5 separate regions of the Mus musculus genome follow, and all the other regions are linked to region 1. A link is a contact called in public promoter capture Hi-C data. All regions are on one chromosome and are shown on one strand. The core of a region is the stretch at or near the end of the contact, and the rest is flanking DNA. Distances in the headings are between cores, read along the strand shown.

Region 1 (5,055 bases), core at 89-2,588:
AGTCTGTGTCCAACATCTGTCGCTCTGAAGATTATTAATGTTCAATTGCTTCCCATTGTCTTCAAGTTATTCAACTTCATTTCCCCGTCAGTGCTTTAGCTGGGGACTAATAAACTATTTATGGGAAGACGGGGCTTGAAGTCAGGGTGGTGGTGTTGGGGCTGTAGTCTGAGGTACCAGCGGGGTAAACAAGTCCAAGTTAAAAGGCCTCTTGATTTGTATGTAGACGATTTAACTAAACAAAAAAATCTGAGGTTACATCCATGGTTCGAAAGGAGAGAGAGCTTCCTTGGCCCTTCCTGAAATATAGAACTGAAAATATTAGAGCCTGTTTCTTTGCCTTTACACTCCCCTGAAAAACAAGAAACAAGCTGAGACGAGAGGGGATAATTAAAGATTTCTCTGTGTAAATCTAATAATTATCAGTGGTGGAAATCATGTTTTGTTACTGTTCTTGAGGACAGAGGACATAGAACAACACTGAATTGCATGAAATATTTTTAGTGGTATAAGAGACAGGCAAAAAGAAAATGCATTAAGATTTTTTTAAACTCCCCAAATTATTTAGATGTTTCCGTTTTTGCATACACACGTGCATGAAGATGTCTTGTTAAGTTTAAATGGTAAACAATGAAGCGATTAGTTATCATTTCAGTTTGTGGCTCAATATTAATGAACAAGAAAATGAAATAGAGCTGCTGAATAAACCTGTCAAGGCCTTGGAACCCACAGAACATAGTATCGAGGTGAACACTGACACATTTGTATCTTTGGATTCATCTTAAGTTGTTTCACAGAAATTATTCACAGAGTCACATTCCAGGCCTGCAACAGTATTTGGATTTCCTAATTTGTATGAATTTATTTAGTAAATTAAATGAAAATGTTAATACTTTATCGCCGCTTCTTAACAAAGCAAAATCTTGATAACCTTCGGATACGCCCTAGCAATGTTAGAAGCAACATCTTCCCGCAAAATGATTTTTCTACTTAATCATTTAAAAACCCGGCCTTTGTTTTTTGATATGTAAGCTTCCTGCTGGTTTGGGAAAAGATGGACCAGGCTCTCCCTTCACCCCCACCTTCTTATTCTATTGGGGACAGTCAGACCAGGCCACTCCAGATGGTGTGTTAGTTAGCGTTGGACATAGCTTTGGAGACACTTCAACAGACGAAGGCAATGATGTCAGGATTTTGCTGTGCGTCGCCCCCTCCCCCCTGCCGTTCCCAGGGTAGGAAGGTGCTGAGATGGGAGCGGAGGGACGCCCGCCCACCTGCCACCACCTGTTCCCTCCTTGAGCCCTGGGCTATAAATTCTCCTCCCTCATCGCTCTGTCCGACATCTACTGCAAGCTGTCCAAACGCTCCTGACCTAGCAGAGCTTCTGGGAAGATTTCGTCACCCCGAAAAGCAGTCTCAGGCTTTCCCAGAGAACTGGAAAGGCTTTCTATCCCCGACCCCCAAGAACGATCCGCAGCAAACTGCAAGAAAGTTTCCTCCTCGTTCAACTTTACGTGTTTGGGGTGGAGTGGGGAGGAATGACTTTTTCCTGAGCATCACTTCCACTGCATCTGGGCAAGGGAAGGGACTTCCCAGCAGGACCCAAGCTAGGGTCCCACACAGTGTCCTCTGGCCACTGACTGACTGCACGTGAGTCGCTCCGTCTGTGTCTTATTCACTCTTGGGAGTCCTGCAGAGCGGCAGCGTGGATGAAGTCGGCCTGCAAACCCCACGGCCCTCCGGCGGGAGCTCGCGGCGCGCCCCCGTGCGCGGGCGCAGCCGAGCGCGCGGTCTCGTGCGCGGGGCCCGGGCGGCTGGAGAGCGCGGCGCGCAGGCGTCTGGCGGCCAACGCGCGCGAGCGGCGCCGCATGCAGGGGCTGAACACGGCGTTCGACCGGCTGCGCAGGGTGGTGCCGCAGTGGGGCCAGGACAAGAAGCTGTCCAAGTACGAGACACTGCAGATGGCGCTCAGCTACATCATCGCGCTCACCCGCATCCTAGCCGAAGCCGAGCGGGACTGGGTCGGGCTGCGCTGCGAGCAGCGGGGCCGCGATCACCCCTACCTCCCTTTCCCGGGTGCTAGGCTCCAGGTAGACCCTGAGCCCTATGGGCAGAGGCTCTTCGGCTTCCAGCCGGAGCCCTTCCCCATGGCCAGCTAAGCCTCGGGGCCATTTGGGTCTTAGGGGAGAAAACTCAATCACCTTTTCTGCTTAATTTCCTTCCCGTTTCAAACAGGTAGATGAAATGAGTTCATTGCCTCCCTATCTCCACTTCTCTTGTGTTTTGTAGGTTTCATGAGTGGACATCGCGAATGACTTTGGACTGCTGTGAAAATAATGCTCTGTTCCTTTTAGCCTAAGACAACGGGGCTGGGGTCTAGCCGAGTTTGTAGAGGACTTGTCTTGCATGTATAAAAGTGGGGTTGAGCCCCAGCTGCCGCTTAGGCAGAGCACGGTGATGCACGGCCTGTAATCCTAGCGTCATTCAGGAGGTGGAGAAACATATATATTTAAATATTTAAGACCCCATGTCAAAAAAAAAAAAAAGATTGAATAAGACTGGTACTAAACCATCAGACAGTTAGTTACCTTCTTAAACTGTGCAAGTTTGTCCCTATTGGGCGAAGTTGTATTATGTGACTTGTTTATGTTCTGAGCAGCTACCTTGTGGTGTAAATGCATTTATGCTCCGTATATTGTGTGTGCATGCATCAGATAGAGTAAGACTTTTTTTTCCCCCCTGGGGTCGAGGGTTGGGGAGCTGGTAGAGTACTTGGGTATGAGCGCTCTGTATTTTTTTAACTGTACACATTAAAATATAGATTTTGTAAAATACTAATGTGAGTGTGTTTTGAACTTACACATATTCTACTAGTTTCCTAGAGACACTCAAGAGCTATTGGGAGGGGTGATGTTGAATGCGTCCGGGTATAGACAGGGAGTGGTTTTATTCCTCCCAAGCCAGTGTGGTGGCTCACCTTACAATCTCAGCTTTCTCAAAAATAGGCAGGAGAATCACCCTGGGTAACATTAAGCTAAATTGAAATAACATGTAGCTATCAGGTACGAAGATATTTAATATTCAATATTTTAGTTTCCTTACTAAATTATCTTATAAGTATCCAGATACATCCATTCTAACAAGTGTGCAGGAACATCCACACACACAATTGTACACATCTGCAGATGCTGATGCATAGCCACCCAGAAGAGTATTCCTGTTTCTATAACAACAGGAAAATTAATGTTGCTTGTGGAAGTGTTTTCCTTATAATTTACGATTTGAACAGTGAAGGCTTCACTACCATCATGGTCAAAAGAGAGTGTCTATACACACGGAATGGATTTAGATCGCTTTAACAAGTTTGCTGAGCCACGAACAGATGAAAGCCTTCATCTAGAGAGGCTGTGCTCAACAATACTGTGTGAATTGGGGGAAAAGCCTGTTCACAGTTAGAAAAAACAGGACACTGAAGTTATCAGTGCATTTGGAATCTGTCACAAGTCAACAAAAGCAACAGCTCCCACATCTTCTGAGTATGGATTCCAAAGCCCAGCTACCAACACAGCCTGTATGTTAAATAAATATATAGGACATCTCCATCAGAATGGTTGCTTAACAGCATTTGCCAGGGATGTGGCACAGGGGGTAGAGTGCTTGCCTAGCCTGGCCCTGGGTTCTATTCGCAGTTCTATATGAAGTGCCTGCAATCCCATCACTCAGGAGTCGGGGCAGGAGGGTCAGAAGTTCCCAGGCATCCTTAGCCACATGGTGAGTTTGAGACCAACCTGGGCTACATGAGGCGATATCGTAAAAAAATAATCCAAAGTCTAACTATTATGGGTCCCCTGGAAGGCTGTTGAGGGGTCTCCCCTTTCACCTGATGCTGTTAATAAGATAATAGTGATGGCTCAGGATTCTTCACTGAAGATTATAGAGACAAAGCTTAACCTCTTGACTCCACAGCCCGAGGAAATGCTAGGACAAAGAGAAAGAAAAGAAAAGAAAAGAAAAGAAAAGAAAAGAAAAGAAAAGAAGGTGGTAGGAGGACTCCTGAGGGTGACCTCTGACCTTTCGCGTACACATATACACACACACACACACACACACACACACATTCACATACCATATACCATGCAAATAAACATACCACACATATACAAGCACACACACATATACCACACACATACACCACATATACCCAAACATACCACACATACACAAGCATACAAACACCACACATACACAACCACACACTACACATATACACCATATATACACAAACACACACACCATACATACATATACAAGCACACACTCACACATACATACATACACCACACCACACACTATACACCACACATACATTCACACACCACACCACACCACACACAAGCACATACCTGAGCACACACACCCCACACATACATATACTATACACACACTACACAACACACATACCACACACACAAATACACACACACAAGCACACACACACACACACACCACACACCTTTGTGAAGTCAGTACTCAGATATTCTCAATCTTCATTCCGTTGTTTCTGAAGACTTCCAGACCAGCTACAGTATTTTTTCCAACGTTCACATTTGAAATAGTTTTCTTTCTTTTTAAAAGATCTGTGACTTCTATAGCAACATGGCACATGGGCTGCCCTTCCTCAGCTAAGCGTGGATATTAACAGGCACCCGTTTCTAGGCAGTCTTCAGGAGCTGCATCCTTCCCCTGACTGTGCCACTGGGAGGCCTGTGCCTGTCAGTGCCGCAGGCCCCTGAACCCTGCAGTAGTGCAGGACCAGTGCAGGATGGTGAGAGAGCTCCCGAGGGGCCTTGGGCAATTAAAACAACAACTGGGGGGAGGGGGAGCAACCCCCCCCCCAGTAACACTTGCTTTGTTCCTGTCCCAGAAAAGCGGAAGCATCTTGTTTATTTTGTAGTTTAAAAAAAAAAAGACTCTATAGTTATAGAAAAATGAGAGGGTTTGTGTGAAATCCATGCAAATTATTAAAATTCCCCTTATATTTCCCTTAATAATTCA
Region 2 (5,177 bases), core at 1,948-4,447, 180 kb before region 1:
CAGCCCACCTTAAGCATCTTTAAATGTTTTTTTTTTTTTTTTTTTTTTTTTTTGCTGGTCAGTAGTAGTGTATGTTATCTTTAATCCCAGGACTTGGGAGGCAGAGGCAGGCGGATTTCTGAGTTTGAGGCCAGCCTGGTCTACAAAGTGAGTTCCAGGACAGCCAGGGCTACACAGAGAAACCCTGTCTTGAAATCTTGAAAACCAAAAAAAAAAGAAAAAAGAAAAGAAAAGAGAAGAAAAGAACGAGTGTGTTCTCTCGGAGAGATGGCTCAGTGGTTAAGAGCACTGACTGCTCTTCCAGAGGTCCTGAGTTCAATTCCCAGTAACTACATGGTGGCTCACAACAAATCTATGATGTAATCTGGTGCCCTCTTTTGGCATGCAGGTATAGATGCAGATAGAGCATTCATACACAATAAATACATCTTTAAAAAAATTAAAAGTTTACATTATTGTGGGGCACCCTGCAGCAAGTTTATGGCTAACCTGGGCTCCATGAGAATCTGTATCAGAAGAAAAGGAAATTGGTCAGCAAACTGCTGTACAATACTGGAGAGTCACAGGTAAGGGAACCAGAAACTTAAGCAAAACAGACTGGACTATCTTTTCTTTTTTCTTTTATCTATCTATCTATCTATCTATCTATCTATCTATCTATCTATTTTTTTTAAAGATTTATTTATTTATTATATGTAAGTACACTGTAGCTGTCTTCAGACACACCAGAAGAGGGAGTCAGATCTCATTAGGGATGGTTGTGAGCCACCATGTGGTTGCTGGGATTTGAACTCAGGACCTTCAGAAGAACAGTCGGGTGCTCTTACCTGCTGAGCCATCTCACCAGCCCCTATCTATCTATTTTTGGACTATCTTTTCTTTACTGAAATAGTTATGGTTCAAGCAGGTGGGAGGCAGAGGCAGGCATGGTCTACAGAGTGAGTTCTAAAACAGCTAGGGCTACACAGAAAAACAGAATTTTTTTTTTTTTTTTTTTTTTTTTTTTTGCTTAGGATGGGTCTCCTTCTCATGTAGCCCAGGAGTGCACAGCACCACATCCAGTTACTTTGGTGCTGAAGGTCCTATTAGAACGTGTTGCAGTCTATGTAACGTAGTTACATCCTCAAGCCCTTAATCTTATTCTTCTAACAGGTTTCACTCTGTAGCTCAGGGTGGCTTTGACAGAACCATGTAGGGCAGGTTGGCTTCACACTCTTGGCATTTTTCTTGCCCCAGCCTTTCCAATGTTGTCTTTACAAGTATGAGCCACGATGCCAAGCTATTTTACATCTTTAGGATCAGCAAGTCGGCACAGTGGGGCAAGGGTACTTTCTAGTACACCTAAAGGCCTGAGTTCCAGCCACAAGAGACACATGTAGTGAGGAGAAAAACACCTGACTCCAGAAGCTGTTCTGTGACCTCCACACATGTGTTCCCCCAACCACAACATGAATGAATTAATGCCTTAGCTGTTGTGTCAAAAACAGACAGTAGAGAGCAAGAGAAAGCAGGGAGACTGACTGGTCTGTGGTCTTTCTAGTGTATGGACAGAACACAATGTTCCCATTTGTGGCAGGGTGAAAGCTGAATGAACAGTATACTTAGGAGAGAAGATGGGGAGTTTAAATGCCTGTAACCTAGATGTCAGATACAAATGCCTAGCATTTGATAAGCTCTGAGGTCAATGGATCCCTAGTTTGTTTTTTTTTTCTCTCCCCCGACACCCGTCTCACACACAGAGAGAACAACCGAGACAGAGAGAGAGAGATACAGAGGAAGGGGGGAAGAGAGACACAGATAAAGATCACCCCAGGAGTGGTGGTGAAATCCTCCTGTACTCTTAGCACATGCAGGGTTGAGGCAGAAGTATCTCAGGCTAGAGACCAGGCTGGGCCATATTTAGTATTTAGTCCTAGGTCACAGATGTGAGGGTGATGCAGTTGCACCATCTGTCACTCCACTGATTACCAAGTTGACCTGCTGTCTTTTTATTTATTTATTTATTTATTTTTGTTTTTCGAGACAGGGTTTCTCTGTGTAGCCCTGGATGTCCTGGAACTCACTCTGTAGACCAGGCTGGCCTCGAACTCAGAAATTCGCCTGCCTCTGCCTCCCAAGTGCTGGGATTAAAGGCGTGGACCACCACGCCTGGCGACCTGCTTGTCTATGTGAGTGTCTCCTCCCCTCTTCCCACTCCATGTACATGGCTTCCAGAACTACATGCCTGTTTGGACAAAGATGACCTTCCCCTAAGAGAGAAGGACACCATCTTTGATAAAGGGTGTGGGAATAGATGTGTCACCCTGCTAGAATCTCCAAACAAGCCAAGCCTCCATAGCCGGTCCCGAGAAAGGCAGGGAGAGAGGAAGAAAAAGAAAAGAAGGAGAAATAAAAGAGAAAGAGTTTGTGAAGACAGCAGGTTAAAGAATTTATCGTGTGTGAGATCAGAAGATGGGAGTGGATCAGAAAGACAGGGAAGGCTGAGCTGCTTGTGTTAATGCCAGAGGCACCATACACACCACACACACACACACACACACACACACACACACACACACGCGCGCGCGCGCGCGCGAATCAAACCCAGGTATTCTACAAGAACAAGAGTGCTTTTAACCGCTGAGCCATCTCTATGGCTCTCAACATTTATTATAGTGTGTGCGCGTGTGGGCGCGCGTGCTGCCAAGTTGCATGTATGGAGGTCTAAGAATAATTTGTGGGAATCGACTGTCTCCTTCAACTAGGCCGGGTCTGGAGACAACTCAGGTCGGCCAGCCTAGTGACAAGTGCCTTCAGCCGTTGAGCCAGCTAGCTTGTCTAGCATTTTCTTTTGACACAGTATCTTTCTCTCTGCAGCCTGGGCTAGTCGGGAACTCACTAAGTTACCCATGCTGGTCTTGGTCTGGAGGTGATGCCCCTGCTTCAGAGTCCTGAGTGCTGGGATGACAGGCATGAGCTTCACTACATAGCTCAAGCGGGTCTTGATCTCCATGGTCAGGAGTCATCAGGTTCGCTCGTGCTGAGACTGCAAGCCTGAATTTACTGGTCTGGCTCAAGAGGCTCGCAAACCTTCAGCAGGAAACCCGGGACCCTGAGTGTCGCAGACCCCCTGGGTGACGCCCACTTCCGCCTTGCTCTCTTGGACGGGTCCCAGCGGCGGCTGCGTGCGTCATCATTCCTCGCCGCCGCGCGCCATGGGCATCATCTGGCCCCGCCCGCGCGGCGGCTGGGCTCCTGTCAGAGCCGGCTCCAGCCATGGTGCTGCCCAGTGTTTTGTAAGTTGGCAGCGGAGGCTCGGGACGTGGCGCAGGTCCCGATGGCGGCCCTGGTGGCTGCGGCGGCCCTGGCGGCGGCCGAGCCTGCACCCGCGGTGCCGCAGGCGGCTGGGAGCGGGGGCCCGACCTCACGCCGAGACTTCTACTGGCTGCGTTCCTTCTTGGCCGGAGGTCAGTATCCGCCGCCCGGACCCCGGGGCTGGGTGTTGAAGCCGGTCCGCGGGCCGATCAGACAGTCCCGAGCTTCTCCTGCTGCAGCACCCAGCCGGGCCTTCACGTCAGCCCCTGCAGCCGGGGCTAATCCCTCCGCTGAACCAAGCACCTATTTCTTAAGGTTGAAAACAGGATCCTTTAGGTGGGACATGGTGGGGACCACCCCTTTCTGTTACAAACAACACGTGTGACAGTGTAGGATTGGGTTTTGCTGTTTGCTTGAAAGGAAAATAAGTTTTGGAGGTGGAGGCCAGCTTGGGCTCGCGTCCCCTTCGCGTGAGTGTGCGCGCGCGTGCGGATAATGATTTGAGAATATTTAATGTATTCCCCCCCGCCCCCCCACCTCAAGAGCCTTATGTAGTTGACGCTGGCTTTGAACTCCCGATTCTCCTGCCTCTGCATCCCAAGTGCTGGAATTACAGGCACATGTCGCACAGTCCGTCTCTAGAGGCTAACTTTGAAAAATAGACTAGGATATGAGCTGGACATGGTGGAATGTGCCTTAAATCGCAGCACCAGGCAGATGCAAAGGTCGGCAGATCTTGAGTTTGAGGTCAACCAGGTCTTCATAGCAAGTTCTGGGCAAGCAAGGAATACAAAGTGATACCCTGTCTCAAAAACAAAATAAAATGACTAAGGATATTGTGCAAAATTGCCTACAACCGCCCAGCGGTGGTGGTGGTGCACGCCTTTAATCCCAGCACTTGGGAGGCAAGCAGATTTCTGAGTTCGAGGCCAGCCTGGTCTGAGTGAGTTCAGGACAGCCAGGGCTACACAGAGAAACCCTGTCTCGAAAAAAAAAAAAAAATCAAAAAACAAAAACCAAACAGTTGGAGAAGCAGGCCCGCAGACCTTGTCATGCGATAGAAGATAGATGGAGGTGATAGCAAAGATCCCTGGCTTTGTTGTTTTGGTTAATCTTGTAGATAGATGATGGTAAACTGATGGACAAAAGTGGGAGGGGCTTGAGAAGAACAACAAATCTGTAGTCCATGCTGTAGACCAGTCTGGTCTATAGAGTGAGTTCCTGGACAGCCAGGGCTACACAAAGAAACCCTGTCTCGGAAAATCAAAAAACAAAAAAAGAAAACTGCCTACAACCAAAACTGGTTCCAGGAATCGTGGTAAACAAGCTTGTAACTGCTTGAAAAGAAGCACTGTGCTTTGTGCTTACTCTACCAGATGGCTTGCATGTGCCAGGGTTCCTCTCCCTTTCAGTAAGCAGGTGTTTGTAAGTTTGTATCTCTTAACCTCTCCCTCCCCACAATGATTGATTATTTGAGTTGTCATCAGGTAATTATTTATGTGGTTTTTCTTTTCTTTTTTTTTTTTTTTTCCCAGACAGGGTTTTTCTGTGTAGCCTTGGCTGTTCTGGAACTCACTTTGTAGACTAGACTGGCCTCGAACTCAGAAATCCGCCTGCCTCTGCCTCCCGAGTGCTGGGATTAAAGGCATGCGCCACCACACCCGGCTCAGTTAATTATTTATGACTGGCAATAAAAAAAATACACATCATGAGGTCTTATGGAAAGATAGGGTCATAGCTTGCAGCTGTTTTGGGAATGTAATTATTTTCTTCTCAGATTAAAAAGACATTTGTTACTTAGTCCTAGCACTCGGGAGGCAGAGGCAGGCAGAATTAGCTCCAGGCCAGTCTGGTCTACAGCATGAGTTCCAGGATGGCCAGAG
Region 3 (4,481 bases), core at 862-3,361, 130 kb before region 1:
CCCCCATGGCTCCATGCCTCCCCCCATGGCTCCAGGCCTTCCCCCCCCCCCAACTCCCATGCCTCTAGGCCTGGCTTGCTTTGAGTTTGGGGCACTATGCACATTAGGCTCTGGTCTTCTGCATATATGGCTTCCTGGTCTCCCTCTTTGCCTTTATCCTCTTCACAGCATCTCTTGCAGAGCAAGGGACTTAGTAATGTGCCAGGTATGATGGTGTGTGTCTGATCTCTCAACTCCCTTGGAAGCTCAGGCTAGCGGTCGCCTTAGACCCAGCAGTTTCAGGCCAACCTGTGCTACATAGGAAGTTCAGGGCGATCCTAGACTAAGTAAGTAACAAGAGTCTCTCAAGAAACAAACACACGATACATGTTTCTGAATTAAATAGTATTGAGAGGTTCTTGCTATTGGAGGGGGGGGTGGTTTTGATCTTTTAATTTCAGAAAGAGGCCGGGACGGGGACCCAAGTACCATCTTTGACATTTGGTAAATGGCTTGTTTTCTGTGCTTGCTTGTAGCCTATTGTTGCAACAACCTGCATGGGAATAAATCACCCAATATTTTCCCGAAAAACCTTTGATTTCTGTATTGTGGATGAAGCATCTCAAATCAGCCAGCCCGTCTGCCTGGGCCCACTGTTCTTTTCGCGGAGGTTTGTGCTGGTGGGGGACCATCAGCAGCTGCCTCCCCTGGTTGTAAACCGAGAGGCAAGGTGGGTAGATGCTCTTGTCTGTGTCCCGTTGTTGTGTCAGGCACTGATCAAAACCGTCCTGGGGGAGGGAAAGATTTTATTTGGCTTATAGATTATAGTTCACCACTGGGGGAAGTGAAGTCAGGAACTGCAGCAGAGGCTCACGGGAAGCACTGCCGACTGCCTCGCTCCCAGGCTCACAGGGAGCACTGCCGACTGGCTCGCTCCCAGGCCTCTGTCCAGCATTGGGACAGTGGGCTCGGCCCTGCTCCTGCATCAGAGAACAATCACAAAACGCCCCTTGGACATTCCTATATGCCAGTTTGATGGAGGAAATTCTTCCTTTGATATTTGTTCTCTCTTCTCACTATGTTCAGTTGATAACAGTGGGCTGTAGACATTTCATTTTAGTGTTTGTTTTGTTTCTGAGACAGAGTCTTGCTGTGTATCCCCAGCTGGTCTGGAACTTACTTTGTAGACCAGAGATCTGCCTGCTTCTGCCTCCCAACCTGTGTGCCCTCACCCAGGTTTCAGTTTTGTTTTTTAAAGATTTATTTTATTTATTATATGTATGCATACTGTAGCTGTCTTCAGACACTCCAGAAGAGGGCGTCAGATCTCATTACGGATGATTGTGAGCCACCATGTGGTTGTTGGGATTTGAACTCAGGACCTTCGGAAGAGCAGTGTTAACCACTGAGCCATCTCTCCAGCCCTTGGTTTGGTTTTAATAGATGGATTCTGCCATATTATCCAGGCTTGAAGCATCTTTTCTGCCTCAGGCTCCCACCTCAGGCGTCTAGCGAGCTGGGACGGCAGACCCGTGTCACCACCCAGTACTGAAGCTTTAACTGTAGGAAATGCGGCTCAGCTCTCAATGTGTTTGCCTGCCGTGCACGGAGCCTTGGGTCCGTTCCAGTGGTGCATGACCCAAGCCTAGTGCACAGATTTCCAGCACTTGGGAGATCGATGCTGGAGGGTCAGAAGTTCAAGGCCATCCAGTGCTACCTTTCAAGTTTGTGGGTTCGATTTGACCCCTGTCTCAAAAAAAAAAAAAAAAAAAGAGCAAGTTTTTATTTTAAGCTGTATTTTTGAGAACCAGTGAGATTGCGCAGCAGGAAAAGCCCTTCCCAAGCCTGAGGAGCAAGTTTGATCCCTGGAGCCTCAGTTAAGGTGGCAGAAGGAGAGGGTCACTAAAGAAAGTTGACCTCTGGCCTCCACTGGATCATCACGGTGGGCAGGCAAAGCAGATGCACATCTCTGGATCGGTAGCTAAAGGTAAAAAAGGAGTTGGATTCTTTTCAAGGGACGCTTCGGTGTGTTTATGATATGGTTTGTTGGCAGAGCTCTGGGCATGAGCGAGAGCTTGTTCAAGAGGCTGGAGCGGAACGAGAGCGCTGTGGTGCAGCTGACCGTGCAATACCGAATGAACAGGTGTGTGCAGCCCGCCAGCCCTGGGTGCCTGGCTGCTCCTTCTCCGTCCCCATTCAAACCCAGGTGGTGTTCTCTGTTCTCTGACTCTTCCAGGAAGATTATGTCCCTGAGCAACAAGCTCACATACGCAGGGAAACTGGAGTGTGGGTCAGACCGAGTGGCCAACGCAGTGCTAGCCCTGCCCAACCTCAAGGACGCAAGGCTGAGCCTCCAGCTTTATGCCGACTACTCTGACAGCCCCTGGCTGGCTGGAGTGTTAGAGCCAGACAATCCCGTGTGTTTCCTTAACACAGACAAGGTAAGGGCAGAGTGAAGAACATTTTCAGTTCTTTTAAAATATTTGTCTTAGTATTTAAATTTCTCAGCTTACTGTACCTTTTTGACCTGATTGCTTAGAACCAAGTTTAGTACATGCTCACGTACGTACATACGTACGTACGTCCACACCTCAGCGCAGCACCACAGTCCTGTCTGTCTGTCCTGGTTCTCCCCTGGCCAGCCTCAGACTCTGAGATCTATGATCCTTGCCTGTGCCTCACAAGTGAGCTACTAAAGTTGTGCGTTATGGCACCTCCTGGCTACAGTCTCTTGGGGTCTTTGTTCTATAGGTTGACAACATGTCAGGGTTAACTTCTTTTTTTCTTTTTTTAAGGATTTATTTATTATATGTAAGTACATTGTAGCTGTCTTTAGATACTCCAGAAGAGGGAGTCAGATCTCGTTACGGATGGTTGTGAGCCACCATGTGGTTGCTGGGATTTGAACTCTGGACCTTCGGAAGAGCAGTCGGGTGCTCTTACCCACTGAGCCATCTCACCAGCCCCAGGGTTAACTTCTTAAGGTTGGGGTAATTAGGAAGGATGGAATTAGGAGGATCAGAGACAGACAACAGTGAGGCGTGTGAGAGCCAGCCAGAGGTGTGGAGTGCTTTTTATGCGTCGTCATGTGCTTCTCTGGAAATAAACTCTGCCTGTGCAGCGCATGTCCGCGGTGGGTGCGTGTGTCTGTGTGTATGCACGCGCATGCCCCTGTATATTATTTCAGACTGCTTCCCACTTATCTCCAGACCCTAGTCGGCAGGCCTTTGTAACCCCCTGCTGCTTGAACTTGACAGATCGCATCACTGACTCACGGTTCTCTGCCTAGGTCCCAGCTCCAGAGCAAGTTGAAAATGGTGGTGTTAGCAATGTCACAGAAGCCAGACTCATTGTCTTCCTAACCTCAACTTTTATAAAGGTAATGCAGGGGTGTCCAGGTTAGTCGCTCTGCATGCAGAGAAATTATTGACTGTTTTGTTAAATATCGTTAGACACTTAAGGAACAGAAGATCTGGTGTTAAAACTTGTTCATTGAGATAAGGAGGGTCAGGATCTAGAAACATGGCTCAGTGGTTAAGGTCTGGTATCTTAGAAAGAACTGGAATTCAGTTTTTGTCATTTGTGTTAGACACTTCACAAACACCTCTAACTCCAGCTCACAGGATCTAAAACCCAAATCTTAAGACTCTAAAAGCGGGCCGAGCGTGGTGGCGCACGCCTTTATACCCAGAACCTGGGAGGCAGAGGCAGGCAGATTTCTGAGTTCGAGGCCAGCCTGGTCTACAGAGTGAGTTCCAGGACAGCCAGAGCTACACAGAGAAACCCTGTCTCGAAAAACCAAAAACCAACCAACCAACCAAACAAACAAAAAGGACTGGCTGGAGAGATGGCTCAGTGGTTAAAAGCACTGACTGCTCTTCCAGAGGTCCTGAGTTCACGTCTCAGCAACCACATGGTTACTCAAAACCATCTTTAATGGGATCAGATGCCCTCTTCTGGTGTGTCTGAAGACAGTGGCAGTGTACCATATAAATAAAAAATAAGTAAATCTTAAAAAAAAAAGAAAGAAAGAAAGAAGGAAGGAAGGAAGGAAGGAAGGAAGGAAGGAAAGACTAAGAAAGAAAGAAAGAAAGAAAGAAAGAAAGAAAGAAAGAAAGAAAGAAAGAAAGACAGAAAGACAGACTCTAAAAGCCACAATCAGAAAACTTAAGGCCGGGCGTGGTGGCGCATGCCTTTAATCCCAGCACTTGGGAGGCAGAGGCAGGCAGATTTCTGAGTTCGAGGCTAGCCTGGTCTACAAAGTGAGTTCCAGGACAGCCAGGGCCACACAGAGAAACCCTGTCTCGAAAAACCAAAAAAAAAAAAAAAAAAAAAAAGAAAGAAAGAAAAGAAAAGAAAAGAAAGAAAACTTAAGAATTTTTTGTTGTATGTTGTGACAGGGTCTATATATATCTGGCTCTCCTGTAGCCCAGACTGGCCTAGAACTCATAGAGGTCTACCTCCCTCTGCTTCCAGAGCGCTGGGAATAAAGGTTGTGCCAC
Region 4 (4,805 bases), core at 32-2,531, 150 kb before region 1:
CGTTTCCCAGAGGCAGTTATGATAAAGATTAAATATCTTTGCCCTTAAAAGGAGAGTAGCATTGTAGATGCTTGTCTAAAATAACTTGGTATGTACTAGGAAATGTAAATGGACCATCAATTTAGATGAAGCAATGTTTCTGAGGTATTATGTCAAGATATAAGTTCTTCCATGTAATGTAATTTTAGTGTGTCATAGTCCGAAGCGTAAATATAAACCACATTTTGATTGTTACATTTTAAAAAGGTTGTTTAGAATATAAGAATTCTGATCATTGTGTTTAGAACACTTTTTGTTGTAAGCATGACCCATGGAGTAGAAGCATCAAGCCTTCTCTAGAGGTAGTTATTTGTAGAACTGATGTGATTTTTAAAACATTAAAATTAAGCTGCAAATGTTATTTCTGCATTTTTTCATGTATATAAATATTTCTTGTCACATCTTGGAAAAAATTGGATGAATTAGTTTCATTTTTATAATCTTTACTTTAAAAATAAAAATGTATCATGTGATTTGTAAATGTACCAGGAGTGGGGATAAGTCTGTTTATAAAACTCTTTTGTATATTTTAATTTCTGGACTACATTGTAGCTAATTATTCCATTCAATCTTAAGGTAATTTAAATCTATAAAATAAATATCGCAATTATATTATCAATAAAGAGAACTGAAGATATTTTCTAAAATAAGAAATTGCCTTCTATGTCTGTTATAGAATCCATATGATATTAAAAGTAATTTTTTATCCTTGTTTTGATGGCTTGGTTTTTTTTGTTTGTTTGTTTGTTTTTTTGAGACAGGGTTTCTCTGTGTAGCCCTGGCTGTCCTGGAACTCACTCTGTAGACCAAGGCTGGCCTCGAACTCAGAAATCCGCCTGCCTCTGCCTCTGAAGTGTTTGGATTAAAGGCGCGCGCCACCACGCCCGGCTTAGATTTACTTTTTAAAAAATTTATTTTGTTTGTGTGTGTGTTTGTGAGTACTATGCACTATGTGCATGAGGATGCCTTTCCAGGCCAGAGGGTGGGAGGCATCAGATCCCTGCAACAAGACAGGTTCGTAGTGGAAATTCAGCTGCATCTCCCGCTCTCCTGCTCTGAAAAGCCCGAGACGGGGGATTGCTATGAGACGCGTGCAGTTGCGCGGCAGCCCAGCAGGTTCATGCAGGCATCCGGTCCTGGAGTGGAGACGGCGGAAAAGCGCCTCCGGTCCGGCGCTGTGCTTCCCGGCGCGGAGAGCGCGGGAGCCGCTGGCGCGCGGGGCGCCTGCTGCGCATGCGCAGCGAGCTGGCGCTTCTCTAGCGCCGCGAGTTACGGCTGCCCGCTCTCCCGGCGGGCTTCGGCAGGAATGGAGCCGCTGGACGAGCTGGACCTGCTGCTGCTGGAAGAGGACGGCGGAGCGGAGGCCGTGCCGCGGGTGGAGCTGTGAGCCTGCGGGAGGGCGGCGGGCGCGAGCGGGACCTGCGCGGTTTTCCCGGGTGTTAGCTGGAGGGTGATCGTCGGCCAGTCTTAATTGGGACCTGAGCTTGCTGGTGTAGCCCGCTGCTTTTTCACACGTCAGCCCACCCCTGTCATTGATACTTTGGATTTGATTTTGTCTTATTTGCATGTGCGGAAGACCCGCTTGTGGCGGTCGGAGGAGCACCCGTGCTAGTTATTTTCTTTCACGTGGGACGTCGGGGTCAAACTCCGGGCTGAAGGCTTGCCAGGAATCGCCTTTAGTCAGACGACCCAGTGTTCGTTCGTTCTTTCTTTCTTTCTTTCTTTCTTTCTTTCTTTCTTTCTTTCTTTCTTTCTCTCTCTCTCTCTCTCTCTCTCTCTCTCTCTCTCTCTCTCTCTCTCTCTTTCTTTCTCTTTTTTGGTTTTTTGAGACAGGGTTTCTCTGTGTAGCCCTGGCTGTCCTTGAACTCACTTTGTAGACCAGGCTGGCCTCGAACTCAGAAATCCGCCGGCCTCTGCCTCCGGAGTGCTGGGATCAAAGGCGTGCGCCACCACGCCCGGCTTTTATTTATTTTTAAATTTACTTAAGTGTACATATGCAAGTGCCTGAGTTTAGAGGCATCTCCTGGCGCTCGTGCCATCCCTTCAATATATCTTTTAAGAGCTCCTGGAGGTGTTACACCCGGTATACAGTAGGTCCAAGCCCTCTAATGCCATAAAGATTAGTATGATTGGCAGCTCCTGGCAGCAATTGCAGTGAACCTTTCATGCTGCTTCCCGCGTCCCTCTTTTTTCCTTCAAGCAGTAGTTGGGCGGACCAGGTACAGCAAGCAGGTGCTGTGCCACTGAACATTGTCATGCCCAGCACAGCAGGTGCTATGCCACTGAACTTTGGCATGCCCAGTATATCAGTTATCTGGAAAATGGACAGGACTAGCTCTCTTTAGTTGTACTTCCTAATTGCTTTCGACTGTGGTAGAAGCCCTTTTTGGTATTTTCCAGTTTTTGAGGTAGCCCAGGCTAGCCTCGAGCTGAGATGTGTAGCCAGCCCAGGACGGCTTTGACCTTCTGATCTCTGATCCTCTTTTTTTCCACTTCCCAAGTGTTTGTTTTGTTGCTGTTGTTTTATACAGGGTCTCATTTTGTAGACCAGGCTAACCTTGTGTGGTTAGGAGGTAGGAGTGGGCCCTGGAGGCCCAAGAAAAAGCCACACAGGCTGATTAATGTCTAGTCCAGGTATTGGTGAGAGTTGGCCAAACTGGTGGGCATTCTCCTGTTTGTAGACTGACCCTAACCCGTACCCCTCCCCAGTTCTAACCATTACTGCCTTCTAGTTTGAATACTGATCAGAATATATGTAACCATGTATCAAGTACAAAGGCAGAAACTTACAAAATTACCGTCTTGTGCTTTCAGGAGCTATGGTAGCCACCCTCTAGAGAGAGTCTGCTTCCTTACTTAAAGCAGCTTGGGTGTCTGGCTCTTTGTGTTTGATCTCTTGCAACACTTGACTTTGTGGTAGTTCCCCTGCCCCAGCCTCCCTAGCCATGGGAGTGGTTCATCGTGTCCAGCTTCCCTTATTGCTCATATACCTTTTAAAAGGAGAAGACTCACTTCTTGTTTGCTTTGAGATGGTTCCGCATGTCGTCCAGGCTAGCCCAAACTGCCTACGCATCTAAGGATGACTCCGTTCTCCTGCTTCTGACTCTTCGGTGCTGGGGTTAGAAGCATGAGCCACCACACTCAGACACCTAGTTTGTGCAGTGCTGGCCATCAGATCGACCCCCAGCCTTTGTGCACGCTTGGCAAGCCCTCTACCAACTGAGCCCCAGCCTCCAGCTCTTACAACAGGAATTCTCCCCCTTGTCTTTCTTAAGTTTAAGGTTTTCAGATCAAACAAGACTAGAAAACCAGAAGATTGACTTGGGCAGAACACAGCCAACTCTCGGCTGCTTATCTCGCGGCTCTGATAGGATGGTTTCTATGTTTTCGATTTAGACTTCGGAAGAAGGCGGACGCTTTGTTTCCAGAGACAGTTCTGAGCCGAGGAGTGGATAACCGGTACCTGGTGCTAGCTGTTGAGACCTCGCAGAATGAAAGAGGAGCCGAGGAGAAGCGCTTGCACGTCACGGCGTCCCAGGACCGAGAGCACGAAGTTCTGTGCATCCTGAGGAATGGCTGGTGATTTGCATTTTTGACTTTGAGCCATGATTTGGTGGTCTGGTGGTTTGTTGTTTTTGTTTGCTGTCACGTAGCCCAGGCTGTACCTGAACTGATGGTATCTCGCCTCCACTTCCTTACCTCCAAATGCTGCGATTACCTGGCATGATTTGGTAGCGTCTGGAGGACACCACCTGACCTAAGGCCTTGAGTGTGCCAGGCAAACTAAGCTCCACCCCTAAGTTCCCGTCCCAACTCTAGGACATCACCTGAAAACCCATCTTGCGTGGATAAATTATTTGAAAGGAGGTAGAGATCGTTCAAGGGTAAAGGTGCCTGCTACCCAAACTGAAAACCAGAGTTTGATACCTGGGACTCACCCCATACAGGCACACAAAATAAAAATGTTAAAAAAGAAAAAGAATAATCTTAAGCAGGCGGGGGGGGGGGGGTAAAAAAGAAGGTTCAAGAAATGGTTCAGTGGTTAACAGCACTTCCTGCTCTTGTGGATGGTCCTGAGTTTAGTTCCCAGCACCCACAAAGTAGCTCATAACTTCATGTAACTCTAGTCCCAGGGAATCGGAGATTGTCCCCTGGCCTCCTTGGGCACTGAACGCATGTGGCATATGTCAGGTACATGTGTGTATACTTAAATAAAGTAATAATAATAACAATAATAAAAATTTAAATTGATATGATTATGATTTTGGGTTTTTTTTTTTTTTTTTTTGGTTTTTGGTTTTTGGTTTTTGGTTTTTTGAGACAGGGTTTTTCTGTGTAGCCCTGGCTGTCCTGGAACTCAGTCTGTAGATCAGGCTGGCCTTGAACTCAGAAATTCGCCTGCTTCTGCCTCCCAAGTGCTGGGTTTAAAGGCATGCGCCACCACGCCCTGCAAGTTAATTTTGTTTAATTTTTATTTAAAAATTTCTGTTTTGTGTGTTTTGTCTGCACTTATATATTCAAACACCATGTTTGTGCATGGTATCATGGAGGCCCAAGGAGTATATTGGACCCCCTGGAACTGGAGTTACAGACAGTTGGGGGCTGCACTGTGGGTGCTGGGAACTGAACCAGGGTCCTCTGCAGGGGCAGACGTGCTCTTAGTCATAGAGCCATCTCTTTAGCAACCCCTCATTTAAACAAAATCTAATACTCAGAGGTTTAGACATATTTATTCTTGCCCTGGCTGTCCTTCAACTCAATTTGTA
Region 5 (4,620 bases), core at 539-3,038, 170 kb after region 1:
TTCTTTTGCATGTATGTGTATATGTGGGTGTGCATATGCAGCAGTGTCATGTGTGGAAGTCAGAACAACGTGCAGGACATAGTGCTTCTCCGTCGTGAGTTCCAGGAGTTGAATTCAGATCTTTAGACACGGCAGCAAGTGCTGCAGTACTGAACCATCTAGTTGGCCCATGACTACTTTATTAATCTACTTAGGAGGATGCCCATTTTTGTCTGTTGAAAAACTTTGTACATTTAAACAAAAAAAACAAACAAAAACCAACTCTATTTCTTTATTTCTACTGTGGTACCTATTTTTCTTTCCATTTACTAAAGTTGGGTGCTTTTTGTTTTTGCTTTTCTTGATCTTTGAGATAAGAATGGATGTTTGCAGGGTTTTTTTTTCTTTTTTTTTTTTGGTCTTATTTTAACGTAAGTACTGATTGCTGAAATCTCAGTACAGCTTTCCTGTAGTCCATAGGTTTGCTGTGTTTTTATTTCCCCCCTTTTAAAGAAAATTTTTCCTCTTTTGATCCATTTGATTGTTTAGAACTAAGCTGTTTAATTTTGTATAGTTATTTAGTCTCTAGTTGTTTCTTGCTACTAGTTTCTAGTTTTATTGTATTGTGACTGAAAAAGATAAGATTTTGTAAAAAAAAAAAAAAAAAGAAGATTTTGTCGGGGCTGGTGAGATGGCTCAGTGGGTTAGAGCACCCGACTGCTCTTCCGAAGGTCCTGAGTTCAAATCCCAGCAACCACATGGTGGCTCACAACCATCCGTAACGAGATCTGACTCCCTCTTCTGGAGTGTCTGAAGACAGCTACAATGTACTTACATATAATAAATAAATAAATCTTTTTTAAAAAAAAAAGATTTTGTTTTTTTTTTTTTTTTTTAATTGAGGGGCTAGGGGTAGAGCTTATTTGAGAGATAGTGCTTGTTGCCTTGTTGCAACATGGCACCCGCCCCCCCCCCCCCAAGATCCAATTGCATGTTCTTCTAATCCCAGTACCAGGGTGGTGACAGAAGCTTTAGATGGTCGTCCTCAGATTAATAACAACTTTGAGGACAGCCCAGAATAATAAGTGAGACCTTTATCAAACTAAGAAAAGGGGGAAGATACATTATTGAGAATTGGTTTGTGGCCTACTAGGTAGTTCAGCCATACCCTGGAGAATATTCCACATGCTGTTGTGTAGAAGGTTCTGAGGTTCTGTAGTTGTCTGCTAGGCTAGTTTGGTCTAGGGTACCTTTTGACTTCTGATTTTGTATTGAGTTTTTCTTGGCTATCCTGTCAACTACACAAAGTGGGACATTAGAGTCCTGTGTTACTGTGTTGGAGTTGATCTCACTTAGGTCTAGAATACCTAGAGGACGTGTTTTGCATATTAGGATGCTCAGATGATATTGAATTGTTTTCTGAGTTGACTCTTTAGCACTGCATAGTGCTCCTGCCTCTCTTTACTGCTTTTGACTTAAAGTCCCTTTCATCTGACAGAAGTATGGCTACTGTTTTCTGTTACTTCTCTTTGCCTAGAGTATCTTATTCCATTGCTTCACCTTGCATTTTGTCCTTAGAGGTAAAATGAATTTCTTAGAAGCAGCTCTTAGGATCTAATTGGGGTGGTCCACACCTTCAGTCCCAGCAGTGAAGAGTCTGAGCCAGAATTGTCATTTAGGTGAGCTTGGACCACCAAGTGAGGCTGTCTCAAACAAACCAAAAAGAAGTAGTAGCAGCTGTATGTGTTTGGATTTTGTAATTCACTCAGTTACTCTTCTTGTTTGTTTGAAGAGGGACTGTCCTGGAACTATGTAGGCCAAACTGGCCTTGAACTCAGATCCACTCGCCTTTGCTGAGATTAAAGGCCTGCTCCACCATGCCGAGCTCAGTCACTTTTTTTAACTAGAGAATTTAGTGTGTTGTCATTTAAGATGTTTGTTTAATTTTACAGTGTCTCACTTTGTAGTTCTGACTGGCTTCAAACTCTGTAGACCTTGAAAAATGGTGCATTCACCAAGTGATATTTGGCTGTGACTGTGTTAGGCTTTGGGAGTCCCGTGGATATAGGATATAAGATGAATTCTGCCTTTATAGAGTTCATTGTTTAGCATATGAGACAGACACTAAATGAATATATAGTAGTGATAACTGTATGAAAACAGGAAAACGTGTGGTTCTTTGAGAATTTAGTATTTTGAAATGTTTTATATGAACTTGTAAATTGAAGTTAATAATGAAAAGATGAATGTGGTGTGGGTGGTACCCACCAGCAGGAGCAGTTAATACCAACTTTAGCACAATTAAACACATCCATGTGTTTTTGTTTCTAGCTCTTTTGCATTTATTTTGTTATAGCATTCTGTTATACCGTTAAAAACTTAAGGTACATTAGAACCTGCTAGTTTAAAGCAGCACAACTCTCAGGTTATATATGTGTGTGTGTGTGTGTATATATATATATATATATATATATATACTAAATAAAAGTGTATATTCTTATGCACTGTGGAGTTAGAGCTAACTGCCCCTTTTCCTGCTCACAATAATATTCACTGCAACTGTCTTTGGAAATCATAGGGATCAAAACTCTGTTCAGAATTTGCTCCAGACTTTGAGTTGGCAGAGTCAGGTCAGGTGGCAGTATCAGCTAAAGTCAGATAAGAAAAATTCCTCTTACCTTTCCCTTGAGAAACCTGTATTTAGAAAAGCAGGAGAAGATTGGTCAGGTGAAGGGGAAGTGTGTAAGGTGCTTGGGATGTAGCAGCCAGCCCTCCCCAACTCCCCAGGAACGCATTGTGGCTAGGAAAAGCTGAGAGTGTGATAGCATTACTGATTATTGATTATCATAAATGACATTGATTATCATAAATGCAAATGGACTAAATTTCCCTAGTTGAAACAGGAGTGCCACTGATGTGGCTGTAAGCAGAAGAGTAGGTGGGGGACTAGGATCCATCATTCTGATGTTGGAGATGTGGAAAACACCAGGTTCCAAATAAACTGCCAGGTTTTACACTAAAAATTAAGAAAAGTCTTAGATAATGGAAGAAAATGCTTGAGTGATCAACGCATCCTGAGGGATGTTTATCTATAAGCATGGTTTACCTTGCTTCTATTCTGTCTTTTTAAGTGTTTTCTCAGCATATCTTTTTATACTTGTATATTCTGATTATTGGTTTTAACCTGAAGTTTTGATAATTGGCCGTGACTGAAAGAGACAGCATGCCCTGAAAAGTCAGCAGACAACTAGCCAGTGAGTTGCACATGAGTAGCACGTAAGATCCACTTGTTCCACAGAGGGAATTAAGTCTGCTCTCTTTTCTTTTCTAGAAATATTAAAAGTCTTTCGGATATCCAGATAGTACAGGTTGCGTGTGGTTACTATCATTCGCTTGCACTTTCTAAAGGTAAGCACTTGTCCCTTTCTAACTAATTACTTCTTGGTACTCTGAACAAAAGGCCGCTGGGTTTTCTTTTACAAGATTTGTCCTGATTTCATTTCCATGTATTTTAAATCAGCTGTTAGTTTCTATGTTTACAAAGCTGCTGAAATATTTGTTGAGCTTATGGTGTCTATAAATCAGTATTAGGGTAATCTTTACAGTGTTAAGTTTTCCAACACATGAACATGATACTTCTGCATGTACTCTGTTTCTCTTACTAGGCTTTTTTCCTTTGTTTATTCAAGACCGGGTCTTATATATCAATACGGCTATCCTTGAACCCACTATGTAGACCATGCTGGACTTGAATTCACAAAGATCTTCCTGCCTCTGCCTCCCAAGTGCTGGGACTAAAGAAGCACACCATTACACCTGGCATTAGTGTTTTCTTTTATCTGCAAATACCTTATATGCCTTTATTATATTTTTTACTAGGTATTTAACTTTTTTGTGCATTATGTAATTTTTTTAACCATATAGGCTTGAAATTGGGTTATTACTTAATTACTAAATATTTAGAAGCAATAACTTATTCATATGCCAGTTGAACATTAGAGAATGAATTAGAGAATCTTCCATGGTTTTTGCCTTATCATTTAAAACTTGGGGGCTGGAGAGATGGCTCAATGGTTAAGAGTAGCAACTGTTCTTCCAGAGGTCCTGAGTTCAATTCCCAGCAACCACAAGGTGGCTCACAATCATCTGTAATGGGATTTGACGCCCTCTTCTGGTATGTTTGAAGATAGCTATAGTGTACTCAGAAATAAAATGATTAAATAAATCTAAAAAAGAAGAAGAAAAAGAAAATCTAGGGAGAAAGGGGAGATAAATTTGAAGAGGAGGAATGGCCCAGTGGGTTTATGACTACCCCGCCCTTCCAGAGGACCTGAGTTCAGTTCCCAGCACCCATATCAGGTAGCTCACAAGCATCTGAATTCCAGCTCTAGGAGATCTAAGGACTTTGTAAGCATGTACACTCACAGAGACATGTACACATGAATAAAAACACATAATTAAAAATAAAAAGATAAATTCAGCCTGGCATGGTGGTACATACCTATAATCTCAGCACTTGGGAAGCTAAAACAGGAAGCTTTCTACATGGTCCATGTCAGCCTAGGCTATCTCAGAAATAAAAAAATACATTCTGGTGTCTGTTACTATTTTAGTAAATGTCTCGTGGGGTCCACTGTGAAC

The links. Promoter capture Hi-C pulls out the DNA fragments that hold promoters and counts their contacts.
Region 2: a contact with region 1 is called in a promoter capture Hi-C map of liver. The contact joins the promoter of Slc25a16 here to the promoter of Atoh7 in region 1. A contact is called at or near these places in 9 of 39 promoter capture datasets (the C10 cell line, the HPC-7 cell line, cranial neural crest and 4 more), 2 of 484 Hi-C or Micro-C datasets (the N1E-115 cell line and embryonic stem cells), 2 of 115 datasets of contacts at active chromatin or transcription factors (large pre-B cells and pro-B cells) and 3 of 9 other capture datasets (adipose tissue, liver and pancreatic islet).
Region 3: a promoter capture Hi-C map of liver shows a contact between it and region 1. The contact joins the enhancer-like site here to the promoter of Atoh7 in region 1. A contact is called at or near these places in 12 of 39 promoter capture datasets (3T3-L1-derived adipocytes, the C10 cell line, the HPC-7 cell line and 8 more), 2 of 15 datasets of contacts at CTCF or cohesin (large pre-B cells and pro-B cells), 1 of 484 Hi-C or Micro-C datasets (the G1E-ER4 cell line), 2 of 115 datasets of contacts at active chromatin or transcription factors (embryonic stem cells and large pre-B cells) and 4 of 9 other capture datasets (embryonic stem cells, liver, macrophages and 1 more).
Region 4: a contact with region 1 is called in a promoter capture Hi-C map of liver. The contact joins the promoter of Dna2 here to the promoter of Atoh7 in region 1. A contact is called at or near these places in 9 of 39 promoter capture datasets (3T3-L1-derived adipocytes, the HPC-7 cell line, cranial neural crest and 5 more) and 2 of 9 other capture datasets (liver and macrophages).
Region 5: a promoter capture Hi-C map of liver shows a contact between it and region 1. The contact joins the enhancer-like site here to the promoter of Atoh7 in region 1. A contact is called at or near these places in 7 of 39 promoter capture datasets (the HPC-7 cell line, the SN4741 cell line, embryonic stem cells and 3 more), 1 of 115 datasets of contacts at active chromatin or transcription factors (embryonic stem cells) and 1 of 9 other capture datasets (pancreatic islet).

The regions. Positions count from the first base shown.
Region 1 is chr10:63,098,447-63,103,501 of GRCm38.p6, forward strand. Atoh7 (atonal bHLH transcription factor 7) reads left to right here and starts at 1,339. Exons shown (of 2, transcript NM_001364648.2): 1 at 1,339-2,090; 2 at 2,290-2,834. The coding sequence starts at 1,710. The coding sequence ends at 2,298.
Region 2 is chr10:62,917,436-62,922,612 of GRCm38.p6, forward strand. It overlaps Slc25a16 (solute carrier family 25 (mitochondrial carrier, Graves disease autoantigen), member 16), which reads left to right and starts at 3,198. Exons shown (of 9, transcript NM_175194.2): 1 at 3,198-3,446. The coding sequence starts at 3,317.
Region 3 is chr10:62,964,385-62,968,865 of GRCm38.p6, forward strand. It overlaps Dna2 (DNA replication helicase/nuclease 2), which reads left to right. Exons shown (of 21, transcript NM_177372.3): 15 at 516-709; 16 at 2,033-2,122; 17 at 2,216-2,420; 18 at 3,269-3,358. Among named protein-coding and RNA genes, the nearest start is that of Rufy2, 14 kb to the right of the region's middle. Within about 2 kb of position 2,112, at least 6 of the 459 cell types and tissues checked have an H3K27ac peak or open chromatin away from gene starts, as enhancers often do. A contact at or near this core is called in liver, where this site is marked.
Region 4 is chr10:62,945,748-62,950,552 of GRCm38.p6, forward strand. It overlaps Dna2 (DNA replication helicase/nuclease 2), which reads left to right and starts at 1,282. Exons shown (of 21, transcript NM_177372.3): 1 at 1,282-1,422; 2 at 3,436-3,618. The coding sequence starts at 1,346. It overlaps Slc25a16 (solute carrier family 25 (mitochondrial carrier, Graves disease autoantigen), member 16), which reads left to right. Exons shown (of 9, transcript NM_175194.2): 9 at 1-747.
Region 5 is chr10:63,266,318-63,270,937 of GRCm38.p6, forward strand. Herc4 (hect domain and RLD 4) reads left to right here. Exons shown (of 25, transcript NM_026101.4): 5 at 3,311-3,387. Among named protein-coding and RNA genes, the nearest start is that of Gm51767, 8.7 kb to the right of the region's middle. Within about 2 kb of position 1,789, at least 3 of the 459 cell types and tissues checked have an H3K27ac peak or open chromatin away from gene starts, as enhancers often do. A contact at or near this core is called in liver, where this site is marked.